Regions from separate parts of the Mus musculus genome. Here region 1 is linked to region 2. The links are chromatin contacts, called in public Micro-C maps. All regions are on one chromosome and are shown on one strand. Each heading gives the region's core, a stretch centred on a gene start, on an enhancer-like site or on the middle of the called end of the contact. The rest is flanking DNA. Distances are from core to core; before and after follow the strand shown. Region 1 holds the start of Pidd1 (p53 induced death domain protein 1). Region 2 holds the start of Drd4 (dopamine receptor D4).

Region 1 (6,413 bases), core at 2,967-5,466, 150 kb before region 2:
TATAAAAGCACGATTATCACGACTGACTTCTTCGATTGCACAAGGACTAAAGAGAAAACTATGACTAAGATGGGTGTAGGCCTCCTCCATCCATCCTTTTCAACAGGTTATCTACAATTTTTCTTAAAAGTAAAATCCGGACATAATAGGATAAGGACCGCCGCTGGTAGACATTTGGATCCAGCGGGTCCAAGCAAGCAGCATGCTACCTTGTTGAGCCGATCATCGTCCGCTTCGATGCCCACGCTGTCTAGTATTTTCTTGATGTCTTTGGCGCTAGGAGAGGAGTTGCCCCCGAGGGCGGCCAGCAGGTAAGAGGCGACGTAGCGCATGCTAAATGGGGCAGGGAGTGGGTACAGTGGTGAGGTTATCCGAGAGGCCTTCTGCTTCCCCCTCCATTTTAAGCAGCAAGTGAGGCCACGTGAGGCGCCAGGCCTCCGGTCACAGAATGCTGCGCCACCCTCGCCTCCCGGCCGTCATCCAACCCCGCAGTCCCCACCACTGTTCGCGGCCCAGGCGGCCAGGCTACTCACTCGGCTGCGGGGGACAGACCTCACGCGTGCGACCTCGGCGGCGTCCGGCGGCGAAAGGAAGACGCTGACGCAGTGGGCGGGGGTAAACCGCTACCCAGAAGCCCCCGGGACGCGTACGGCGGCGCACGGGGACGCCTCCCATTGACGAAAAGGGTGCACCGGAAGGAAGACATTTCCCTGTCATGTCTTCCCCACAACAAAAACGAGGGATTTTTCAAGTGCCAGGGGCCTCTGCAACATGGACGAGAGTCTCCCGAAATCCATGCGGGCACGGGCGTAGCGTTCAAACCCCTTTAACGCCTCGCGTCCCCAGCATGCTACTCGGCTCCACAGCTCCCAAAATGCAGCGCGAAGGCCCCGCCCTGGTCTTATTAAGGCGAACTACAAATCCCATGACGCTTCACTGTAAGACCTTCATACCGGAAGTGTGCTCCCTTCTAGCTTTTTCTTGTTGCACGTGGGCTGGGTGGGCGGCTATTGGTTCAAACTGTGGTGCTATGGGTCCTTCCTGTTCTTGGGCAACAGAGGTCCTAAGTTGGGCTGGGGCTGATGGCTCCCAAGTTCAGCTGGTTTGGAAAAGTTGGGCGAGCTTTCTGGGTCCTAGTGATTACGGCCATATCTAGAAACATCCTCCTTTTTTTTTTTTCTTTTGAGACAGGTTTCTCTATATACTCTTGGGTATCCTGGACCTCTATGTAGACCAGGTTGGCCAAGAACTCACGAGATCGCCTGCCTCTGCCTCCAGAGTGTTGGGATCAAAAGCTTTTTGACTGGAGAGATGGCTCAGGGGTTAATAGTTTGGACGTTGACTGCTCTTCCAGAGGTCCTGAGTTCAATTCCCAGCACCCACATGTCACAACCATCTGTGATGGGATTTGATTCCCTCTTCTGGTGTGTATCAAGACAGAACACTCATGTAAAACAAATAGGTAAATATTTAAAAGAAAAAAAGTAAACCTTTGCCTCGTTGGGAGAGGGTGTTGCATGCCTTTAATTCCAGTACTTGGGAGGGAATGGCAGGTTTAGGATAGCCAAGGCTACACAGAGAGACCCTGTTTCAAAAAAACTGTCTCTACACTAGGCTCTGGAGACCTCTCTTCCCCTTCTCACTTCCATTCCCTGAGATCCACAGGATCTGCCTCTTTAAAAAAAAAAAAAAAAAAAAAGCTGGGCGTGGTGACACACACCTTTAATCCCAGCACTCACTCTGGAGGCAGAGGCAGGCGGATTTCTGAGTCCAAGGCCAGCCTGGTCTACAAAGTGAGTTCCAGGACAGCCAGGGCTATACAGAGAAACCCTGTCTCAAACAAACAAACAAACAAACAAACAAAAAAAAAACCAAAACAAAACAAAACAAAAAAAAAAATGAGCAGTCGGTGCTCTTAAACTGCTGAGCCATCTCTCCAGCCCCAGGATCTGCCTCTTATGTGCCGGGATTAAAGGTGTGGGCAACCACACCTAGTGATTTGTTTAAAAGATGTGAATGTGTGTGTCCCACCTTGGTTTGCATGTGCACTACATTGTGTGCAGTGCCTTTGGGAGCCAGAAGAAGACATCAGTTCCCCTGGAATTGGAGGTACAGGCAGTTGTGAGATGCCCGTTACTGATGCTGGCCACTGGACCAAATTATTCTGCAAGTGCTCTTAACTGCTGAGCCATTTCTCCACACTTCTATTTTCTTTAATTTTGAGACATTGACCTATCATGTAACTTTGGCTTGTCACAGAAATCCACTTGCCTCTGCTTCCATAGTACTGGTTGGAATTAAAGACACGCACACCATACCTGGCATGATTTTTTTTTTTTTTTTTTTTATACAAGACAGGGTTTCTCTGTGTAGCCCTGGCAGTCCTGGAACTCACTCTGTAGAGCAGGCTGGCCTCGAACTCAGAAATCTACCTGCCTCTACTTCCCAAGTGCTGGGATTAAAGGTGTGCGCCACCACCGCCAGGCGATTTTTTTTTTTTTAAGGTTTATTTATTTATTTTAACACCATTGATCTCTTCAGACACAGCAGAAGGGGACATCGGATCCCATTACAGATGTTTGTGAGCCACCATGTGGTTGCTGGGAATTGAACCTCTGGAAGAACTATCTTAACCTCTGAGCCATCTCTCCAGCCCCTGGCATGATTTTTTATGTTGTGACTTTTCTGTTTGTTTAAAACAGGGCTGCTCTGTGTATCCCTGGCTGTCCTGGAACTTGTTCTATAGACCAGGCTAGCCTCTAACTCAGAGATCCACCTATCTACCTCCACCTCCAGAGTGCTAGGATTAAAGGCATTAGCCACCACCAACTGTCGTGAATTTTACTTATTTTTATTTTTTGGTTTTTCGAGACAGGGTTTCTCTGTGTAGCCCTGGCTGTCCTGGCACTCACTTTGTAGACCAGGCTGGCCTCCAACTCAGAAATTCGCCTGCCTCTGCCTCCCAAGTGCTGGGATTAAAGGTGTGTGCCATCACTGCCCGGCTGTGATTTTTTTTTTTTTAACTGTAAAATAATACCCAAAATAGCTGGAGAGATGGCTCAATGGTGAAGAGCTCATTTGCAGATTAAAGGCAAATACCACCATGCTCATTAATATAAACTTAAGGAATATTCCTAGGATGATTGCTTTTGAGACAGGTCTTGCTGTGCAGCCCGGGGCAGCAGTTCTCCCATCTCAGAAAGGCACTGCACTTGAGGTGAGCACAATTAGACTAAGCCCCTGGGGCTGGTTTTTATAAAGCACCATCTGGCACCTTTATGGAAACAGTGAGAAAGAGGCAGGTGCTAGAATGGAAGCAGAGAGGCCTTGCAGGAAGCTTGCCCATCACTTAGACTGTAGAACAGTCACTTGGTCATTTCCAGTCCACCAGCTCCACTGAGGATTCTGGGTGTTGGCTTCAATATTAATCAACTAAAGGACTTAGGCAAGTTCTTTTTTGGTTTTTCTAGACAGGGTTTCTCTGTATAGCCCTGGTTGTTCTGGAACTCACTTTGTAGACCAGGCTGGCCTCGAACTCCCGAGTGCTGGGATTAAAGAAGTGCCCACCACGCCCAGCAGGCAAGAACTTCTATCTCAAGTTTGTTTGTGTTGAGACCCACCTAAGTCAGGGAGGAAAAGCCAGGCAACTCACTGCCTAGGTAGGGAGTTGGCCCACAGTAATGATCAATGGTTAGCTCCAATAAGCTGGACTTCACTGCAAAGCCTGAGATGGAAGTCCTGGAGACTCTGAGTCTCAACCTTCCTAATGCTTTGACAGTTCCCATGATGTGGTGACCCCAACCATGAAATTATTCCTGCTACTTCATCACTGTAATTTTGCTAGTTATGAATCACAGTGTAAATATCTTTTGGAGATATAAGTTTGTCAAAGGGGTCGCGACCTACAGACTGAGAACTACTTTCCTAGAGCGGTTCCCCCCAGGAAGCCAGCATTCAAGGTTCTAGCTTCTAGCAAGGAGTGTGACAATACTCTGTTAACCCAAAATTCCTGTCTTAGAATGCACTTGAGACCCAGACTATGCAGTGCCACCACAGGTCTGGGGTTGCAGAGATCTGAAAGTGTAAGTTTTCCTGCGGGTCACCGGCTTCCCTTAGTGCGAACAACAGAAAAGGAAGGAGCCATAAGAACCTCGGAGAATTCCTACTGGCTAGCCCGGAGGGGCGGAGCCCGACGGGTGGCCCGCCCGGAAGCGCGCCGGCGGGAAGGCAGCACAGAGCGCGCCTAGACTGGCGGGGAGATCAGCGTGGCAGGTACTCAATGGGAGGCGGGAAGTTTGCTCCAGAGGCGGGACCAAAGCGATTCCTCACCTACCGAGACCCCCTCTGCTTTCCCCATTTGACGGAGGTGTGAATTGGGAATTGTGGCTCAAGAGTGTCTACTAGGGACCGCGATATGGGACCCTAGCACAAGAACCCCAAAGTCCTCTTGGCTCCCCTTCGCACTGTTTACTGACCCTCTCGGGCACAGTGAACGTCTGCAGTGGAAGAAGGTTCTGGGTTCTCCCCATGCATTTGGGTGTGAAGATAGAAAGTGTGTCCTTATTTCCAGAGCCCTGTAGGGATCAGGGATCACTTGGGCAGATTCCAGAATTGAGGTGGAAACCCTCTCCTTGTCCTTGATCTAAGCAGAGTTCTCCAAGCTATGCTGTTCAGAGTCGCCCTGCCTGGTGCCCCTCCCAGGCAGAAGGATCCAGCACAGATGCAAGCCGTAGGGCTGCAGTGACCACTCCACTCACTACCCCTTGTGCCCAGGGTTCTTGGGCTGGTGGTCTCAAGAGCTCCCGGGTTTCCAAGCTGAGTTATTGTTGCTCTGACCTGGAGGGGGAGCTGGTCCCCTACAGCCTACTCCTCCCCCTGCTTCTCCAGCTTCTATCAGCCTTGCCTAAGCAGGCTTGCTTGGCAAGCTGGGACATGTCTGGTCCCCGAGGACCTTCCATGGGTGATGGCTGCAGTGTTGGAGGGGCAGGAGCCGGAGGAAACTGCAGCTGCTGCAGAGGATGCTGCAACATCCACCTTGGAGGCTGTGGATGCCGGGCCTGGAGCACCTTTTCTCCCGGCTGGGAACCAGTTGAACTTGGACCTACGCCCAGGGGGCTGCCATCGGCTACAGTACCTGTGTTCCCAGCAGCCCCCACAGCTGCTGCAAGTGGAGTTTTTGCGGCTCAGCACCCATGAGGACCCTCAGCTGCTGGATGACACCCTAGCCAAGGTTCCGTGGAGTCTGCTGCGCCTTCGCTCCCTGGTCCTCAAAGGTGAGTACCCTTGCTCCTTCCTGACCCTGTCCTCATCTCTGTCCAGCTTTGACTCTACTTCTTGGACACAAAGGCCATCCTTGTCCCAGCCCTAACTCCAAACCTCTCTTCTCCCCGCACATCAGGTGTGAACCCCTACCCCACAACTGTCCCTTGTCCTTAGCCCTATCACCTTCCTCCCCCAAAGTGAGGCTCGCTGGGCTCTGTCTCCTGAGCCTAGAACCCTGAATGTGCCCAGCCGGGTCTCTGTAGATCCCAGTTTTCCTGGGGTGATGCTGTCAGCTTCTACGAGCTGGTGTCTTCTTTGTCCCTCTGGCTGGCTTAAAAGGGAGGCTTTCTCTGACAGCGCTGAATGGGGGAGACTCCAACTCTTGAGGGCTATAGCTGTCTTCCCCACTTCCAGGTGGCCAGAGCCGGGGTGCCCTGGGTGCCTGCCTCCATGGAACCCTGACCACTCTGCCTGCTGGCCTGAGTGATTTGGCCTGCCTGGCTCACCTAGACCTGAGCTTCAACAGGCTGGAGACGCTGCCTACCTGTGTCCCGGAACTGCACGGCCTGGATGCGTTGCTGCTTTCTCACAACCATCTCTCAGAGCTGCCCGAGGCCCTGGGGGCACTGCCCGCCCTTACCTTCCTCACCGTGACACACAACCGCCTAGAAAGACTACCCCTAACACTCGGGTCCCTGTCCACCCTTCAGCGTCTCGATCTCTCTGAGAACCTTCTAGACACCATACCCTCTGAGATTGGAAACCTGCGCAGCCTCAGTGAGCTCAATCTGGCCTCCAACCGGCTGCAGAGTCTCCCAGCTTCCCTCGGTGAGTAGCTACGGTGTCAGCTTTGTTTCACCAACCAGTACTGAGCGACTCTCAGCTACTGCCCAGAGCGCCACTCCCATGTGCCCACCCCCCCTGCAACCTAAAGTCTTAGGACCCTGTCCCCCCTTCTTCCACAGAGGCCCCTGAACCGTGTGCTCTTGCCCTGGGAACCTTCACTGCTTCCAGATGTCCCTTTTCTTTCTACCTCTTGGTTGCCTATAATTCACGTGTGTCATTGTCCCACCCTGTGATAGAGCCAGAAGCCTTTAGTTTGAGTGTTCTTGTCACAGGGCCACCATGAGTAGCCCTAAGCCAGCACTTGC
Region 2 (5,792 bases), core at 774-3,273:
GCACATCATTGAGGCCACACACCACTGGCGAAGCCACCGCGGCGGACAGCAGCCACGTGGCGGCGATGAGCAGCAGCTGGCACTGACCCTGCTGGTTGTAGCGCAGCGGCACGGTCACGGCCACGAACCTAGAGGAGCACAGGAGCGGTGAAGCTGCCGAGTGGGGCGGCTAACCCGGAGGTGGGACTGGGAGAGGGGTCGTCCGGGGTACCCACCTGTCCACGCTGATGGCGCACAGGTTGAAGATGGAGGCGGTGCACAGCATGACGTCCATGGCCATGAGCGTGTCACAGAGACGGGGGCTCAGGAGCCACACGCCACCCTGGACCTGGCCACGCAGAGTTTGCAGAAATGAAACACAAGACCTGCCTGACCTTTGAGCCGCGGACTTGCTGACCCCCACTCTTGTTGAGGGGAATCGAGGGCTGTGTATTAGAGGGAAGGGGGCATACAAGCCCGATGTGAGCCTGAGACATGTGTTGGAGACAGAACGTGCAAACAGACCTGCCTCTTGACTTAGGTCTTCTTTGGTTATGTGAGAAGCTTGGGTAAGACCCAGGGGGGTTGATAACATCTAGGGGAGAGGAGGCCCTAAATTCTTAAGCCTGGCCCCCTAAACACAAATCCTACCCACCTCCAAGACTCGAGTTATCCTCCCTGCATGAACTGTCACTGCTGTGGGGCTTTGGATAGGTCTCTTCACTTGCTGGACACATGGCAATTGTCCTGAGGACAAATGTGTCCTAAAAATACAAAGACCTCGCCGGGCTGTCTGTGAATCTGCTGCACGGAGTGTTCTTTTTCAAGGGCAAAGGAGCACACAGCCGTCTCAAACCAGCCGTCCCCAAATCCCTTCACACTGATTTGGGATGATTATGAGCTTAAGAATCATCACAGTGACGTCTGTGCCTTGGGGAGGACCTGGGGTCAAGTGTGGCCACTGGCCTCTGCTCCAGCTCCAGAACTCAGGGTCTTCTTTAGAAATACCATTCACCCCACCCCACCCTGCCCAAACCGTGGGCAGATAAGAATTGCCAGTAACCACAGCAGACCCACCTACGAGCCAGACCTGATCTGGGGTGTCTGTGTTCCAGGAGTCTCCAAAAGGTCCTGAACCCACTCCCTTTAGCGGCCCCTCAGGTTCAGTATCCTGCCCAGGCCTCTCTGCCTTCACCCTTTGCTGCTCCGAGCTCCTGGGAGCTGGGTGGCTGCAGGCTTTGGGCTTCTTCCGAAGGGTGAGAGTGAGCTGGCACAGGCTGGGGTGTGTGTGTGTGTGTGTGTGTGTGTGTGTGTGTGTGTGTGTGTGTGTTCCCAAAAGGCAGTAGTCATCGGTAGTGATGCTGATGCTGCGTGTCTGCACTTTCGCCTGTCTAGCTAGCTGTTTTTTGCCACAGGCTGGGGGATGCAGCATTTCTGCAGTGGAAGCCAGGGCTTAAATAGGAAGGACAATTTTCTGCGATTCTTGGTTTTAGGGACACGAGTCCTCTCTGGGTAGGTAGCTCTCAGACAGAGTAGGAAGGAATCCAGAGGATGGTAGGGTGACGGACAAGAGGAAAAGTAGGCGAAAGATTCTGAAGAGCGGGAGAGAGTGGATAGTCAGGAGTGAGGAGACCTGACGTCCCTGCAAACACCCTGGCTCAAGGTGGCTGAGGGTCCAAGCGCGAAACTGCGCTGGGGCTGGGGGGCTGGGAGCAGTGGAGGTAGGGGAAGAGCGCACCGAGGCTCACCTCGGAGTAGACAAAGAGAGGCAGCACCAGCACCGCGAGGAGGAGGTCGGCAGCAGCCAGGCTCACGATGAAGTAGTTGGTGGGTGTCTGCAGCGTGCGCTCGGAGGCCACGCTCACGCACACGAGCGAGTTCCCTGCCAACACCAAGCCGATGAGCAGCACGCCCCCCACCAGCGCCGCCGCGCCCGCGCCCCCAAGCCCGGCGCCAGTCCCCAGGGATTCTGGCCCACGCCCGGCCAACAGCCCACCGTCCTCAGTAGCGCTGCTGTTCCCCATGGTGCCACTGCTGAACCCGCTCCGGGAGGCGCTGAGCCTGGGGATTTGCAGGCAGGGGCTACCCGGAATCCCGCCCCCAGCGCGTCCAGCCCCGCCCCGCCCCGGCTTGAATTTCTGAACTCTAGGAAATTGGCAGAGGGAGAAATGCTTCAATTCAAGAGAAATGAGCGAAGTGACTGGCATAAAAAGGCTAAGCAGCGGCTGATGTGTCCCCTCATCGGGGCTAGTTTGTGCTTCCAGAAACCTAGGTAGAAAAGCAGGTTGTCTGGACCAGATTCGTCAGAGCCAGCCATCCCATCCTGGCCAGGAGACAGGCCACTAAATTACCTGTCAAAAGCGGCTCTCCAAGATACCTTGGAGGATGTGGAGAACCTATCTATACTCCTGCACTGGGGTCCTTCCCACGTGGGAAACCATCAGCTCTGGTTCTGGAACAGGTTAAAGGCTCCTCGCCTCTTTCACTAACGGTTCTGGGCTTAGCAATACTGAGCAGCACACCAAGCTCATTCTCTGTGGGCAGATGTGCAGCAACTCTTGGGATCCAGGCCTTGGCTGGCCCTACTTTTCTCACCATCTCTCTTCCCAAGTCTCCATCAGTCAGTGCTTAAGCGGACCATGGTGAAATTGATAATTGGCACCTCCAAGGCCCAGTCTTAACTTTTTATCTAATATATTATTATTAATTTTATTATTGTTGTTGTTGACTTTTCAAGGCAGGGTTTCCCTGCGTATGTCCTAGAACTTATTCTGTACAGCAGGCTAGCACTGAACTCAGATCCTTCGGCCTCCCCTCTGTCTCCGGAGTGCTGGAATTAAAGAGTGTGGACCACCATGTCTGGTTCAGCCTTAAGCCTTAACCATCCTCTGTGGGCCGCTGAGTGGTTACCCCACTTCCTATCTTGACCCTCAGCTTCCTTGCATTTGATACTGTATGGCACGCTGACTACCAGGGTTACCTGACAAGGACTCTCTGAGCTGAGAGAACTCTCACATGGGGGCTCTTTTCCCAAGCCACATCTGGAGGCCATACTTTTCTCTGTGCCAGCACAGGAACCTAGGCTGGAACAGGACAGCACAGGTTGAGAGGACACTGTAGAATCAGGACAGGAGAAGAGACAGCAGCAAGGACAGTCCCTGGAAGATTGGGAGCCCTTGCAGTGAAAGTACCTGGGGACTATGCTGATGAAAGAATTTTTGTATATGGGCTTACTAATGCTGAGAGAGATTACCTGGAGTCCTGTGACTAAAGGGCTATCTTCAAGTGGAGGTAGACTGTAGTTGGTATTTGCTACTTTGTGGGTTCTTCTCTCTCCCACCCTTTATCTCCCCTCCCCCTGTTACACCCCCTATCACTAGATGGGAGGAAAAGAAAGAGAGAGGGGAGGTGGGAGAGATCCCTTTATTTCTTCTTTGAGCATGACTACTAGACTACTAACAGACAGCATCCAACCCCGGCTCCCCCAAACATCAACCACCACACCCCACCTCTCGGGGCCCTGGCATTTATATAACTGAAAAGTTCCCAGAATTCCAAACATCACACAATTGCAGAAACTATCTGCAGCTGGCAAAACCATGCCTCTGCTAGAGCACGAGGCAAATCATAGTCAGCTGCTGCGGAAAGTACAAAGCACCCCCATATCCTACACCTAGGATTCGAACGAAAACCTTTTCTTGTATTTCTGTTTGTTTTTTTTTTAAGTAAAAATACTCATGTAATTTCACCAACATTCCAGAATTTTCAGTACAGTGATAAAATCACTCCCTGACTAATGTATATCCCGTCTCCTCACCTCCTGGCAAGCCGCAGAGGGTCCTTTCAGGAAAGGGGGAGTTAAATACAAAATGCTTGAGGGAATTGGGCCAGCCCTCTAAGAACACATACATGCTTATAGGTATCCAAATGTGCCCTGACTAAGGTACCTAAATCCCTCTAACCCATCCTTAGCAGGTTGATATAGAGAACAGGCAGACTCTCCTCCCTGCTGAAGCCTCCTTTGGGCCCCAGTGACTCAACACAGGACGTGAGTTTGAGCCTCAGAGTCTATGACTGAAAAGTTGCCTTATAGATTCTGCATGAGCTTTGTGGCATTTGTGCGCTCACATTCAAGTGTACACCAATGTGTGTGTGTGTGTGTGTGTGTGTGTCATTGCCCCCTCCCTCCTCTGCATACACACACCAATAACAATAAAAAATTTAAAAACAAACAGCTTTGCCCACATACAACTTGTGATAAGTCCTAAGTAAAATGTTAAGGCCTGGGTAAAACATTATTAAGACCTAGGTAAATGTTACCTGTCTAGCCCGCCATTTTCTGCATTTGTGTGTGTAACAGCTAATGTCCTAAGGAAACTTTCTCAGGTGCGTTAACTGCTGTTACTAGAATGTCCTGTGCTTTGGTGTTCTTGGAAAACAATCACAATAGAATCCATTAAAACTGCTTTCTATGGTTAGCCACATAAGTTTGGACCCAAACCAATCACCCAGCAGCACTTCCTACACCTATGTATGAGCTTTTAAGGTTTCTTGCCTTTATAAGTCCCCGGGGGGCTGGGGAGATGACTCAGTGGTTAAGAGCACTAACTGCTCTTCCAGAGGTCCTGAGTTCAAATCCCAGCAACCACATGGTGGCTCACAACCATACGTAATGAGATCTGATGCCCTCTTCTGGTGTGTCTGAAGAGAGCTACAGTGTACTTAAATATAATAATAAATACATTTTTTTAAATGTACCTGGGATAGACCCCATCATAAGAGAGATTCTTGCACCAGTATAGAAGCTATTTGAAATTAGACTTCCATTTTGAATAGTGGTCTAGTAAAACTTAAGTTCCCAAGACCTCCCTGGGAACTCACATCCCGCTTGGCAGAAAGAGACATGTACATGGTTAACTGACATCCTGGTTGACAAGTTACAACATGAATGTTAGGCAAAGCAAGTCCCCCGCCACCATTAAATACTCTGACCAATGGGAGCAGGATAAATGTACCACAAAGACAGGTTCCTAAGGAAATTCCCTATCCCTAAATCCTGATTGGTGGAATAACTTGGCACAGATGTTTATGGATTTTTAGGCTTAAAAGCCCTATCGGGTCTTAACTCAATGTCAAGACCTGATTGGTAAATCTTGTGGTGTGGCATCCAATAAACCATCCCTATTTGCCTGAGATCAGTGCCTGAGTGGTTTGTGGGGTGATCCCCAGACCCGGCACTTATTAGATAGGGGGTGATTGACAGCAAACTGGAGAGACTGAGGTAGGAGAACTAATGTGAGTTTAAGTCTAGTCTAGACTGCAAAGTGATATCCTGTTTTTAAAACAATGAAAGAAACGTGGGTGTGTTAGTGCACACTTGTAATTCCAGCACAGGGGCAGTTTGTCCAGGAGGATTAGGAATTTGAGGTCGTTCTTGGATATATAGCTAGTCTGAAGCTAACTGGACTCCAGGATACCCTGTACAGACAAAAACAATCATAAAAAATTTCAAATTAATTGGATGTGTGTGTACACATGGAGTTTAGAGGTCAGCATCAGATGTCTCCCTATTGCTCTCCACCTTATTTTTTTTTTTTTGAGGAAGGGTGTTTGATTGAACCTGGAGTTTACTGGATAGGCTAGACTGGCTGGGCAGCAAAGAGCAATCTTCCCAACTGGAATTACAAATATGTGCTGCTGGGCCCTGCTTTTGTCTGTGGATTCTTGGGATTGAACTCAGAATCACATAAAGTACTGACAAGCACTCTACTAAACCATCTCCCCAGGCCAGGCCGACCGACCTCCAAGTCACT

Evidence for each region. Hi-C and Micro-C count contacts between places; a contact is called where the count stands out from the background.
Region 1: a contact with region 2 is called in a Micro-C map of embryonic stem cells, with 1.9 times the contacts expected there. The contact joins the promoter of Pidd1 here to the promoter of Drd4 in region 2. A contact is called at or near these places in 6 of 39 promoter capture datasets (cranial neural crest, embryonic stem cells, liver and 2 more), 1 of 484 Hi-C or Micro-C datasets (embryonic stem cells), 4 of 115 datasets of contacts at active chromatin or transcription factors (bone marrow-derived macrophages, effector CD8 T cells, embryonic stem cells and 1 more) and 3 of 9 other capture datasets (adipose tissue, liver and pancreatic islet).

Annotation. Positions count from the first base shown.
Region 1 is chr7:141,441,828-141,448,240 of GRCm38.p6, reverse strand. Pidd1 (p53 induced death domain protein 1) reads left to right here and starts at 4,216. Exons shown (of 16, transcript NM_022654.2): 1 at 4,216-4,272; 2 at 4,888-5,273; 3 at 5,677-6,090. The coding sequence starts at 4,964. Rplp2 (ribosomal protein, large P2) reads right to left here and starts at 590. Exons shown (of 5, transcript NM_026020.7): 1 at 534-590; 2 at 210-333. The coding sequence starts at 332.
Region 2 is chr7:141,288,249-141,294,040 of GRCm38.p6, reverse strand. It overlaps Drd4 (dopamine receptor D4), which reads right to left and starts at 2,023. Exons shown (of 4, transcript NM_007878.3): 1 at 1,728-2,023; 2 at 216-328; 3 at 1-128. The coding sequence starts at 2,003.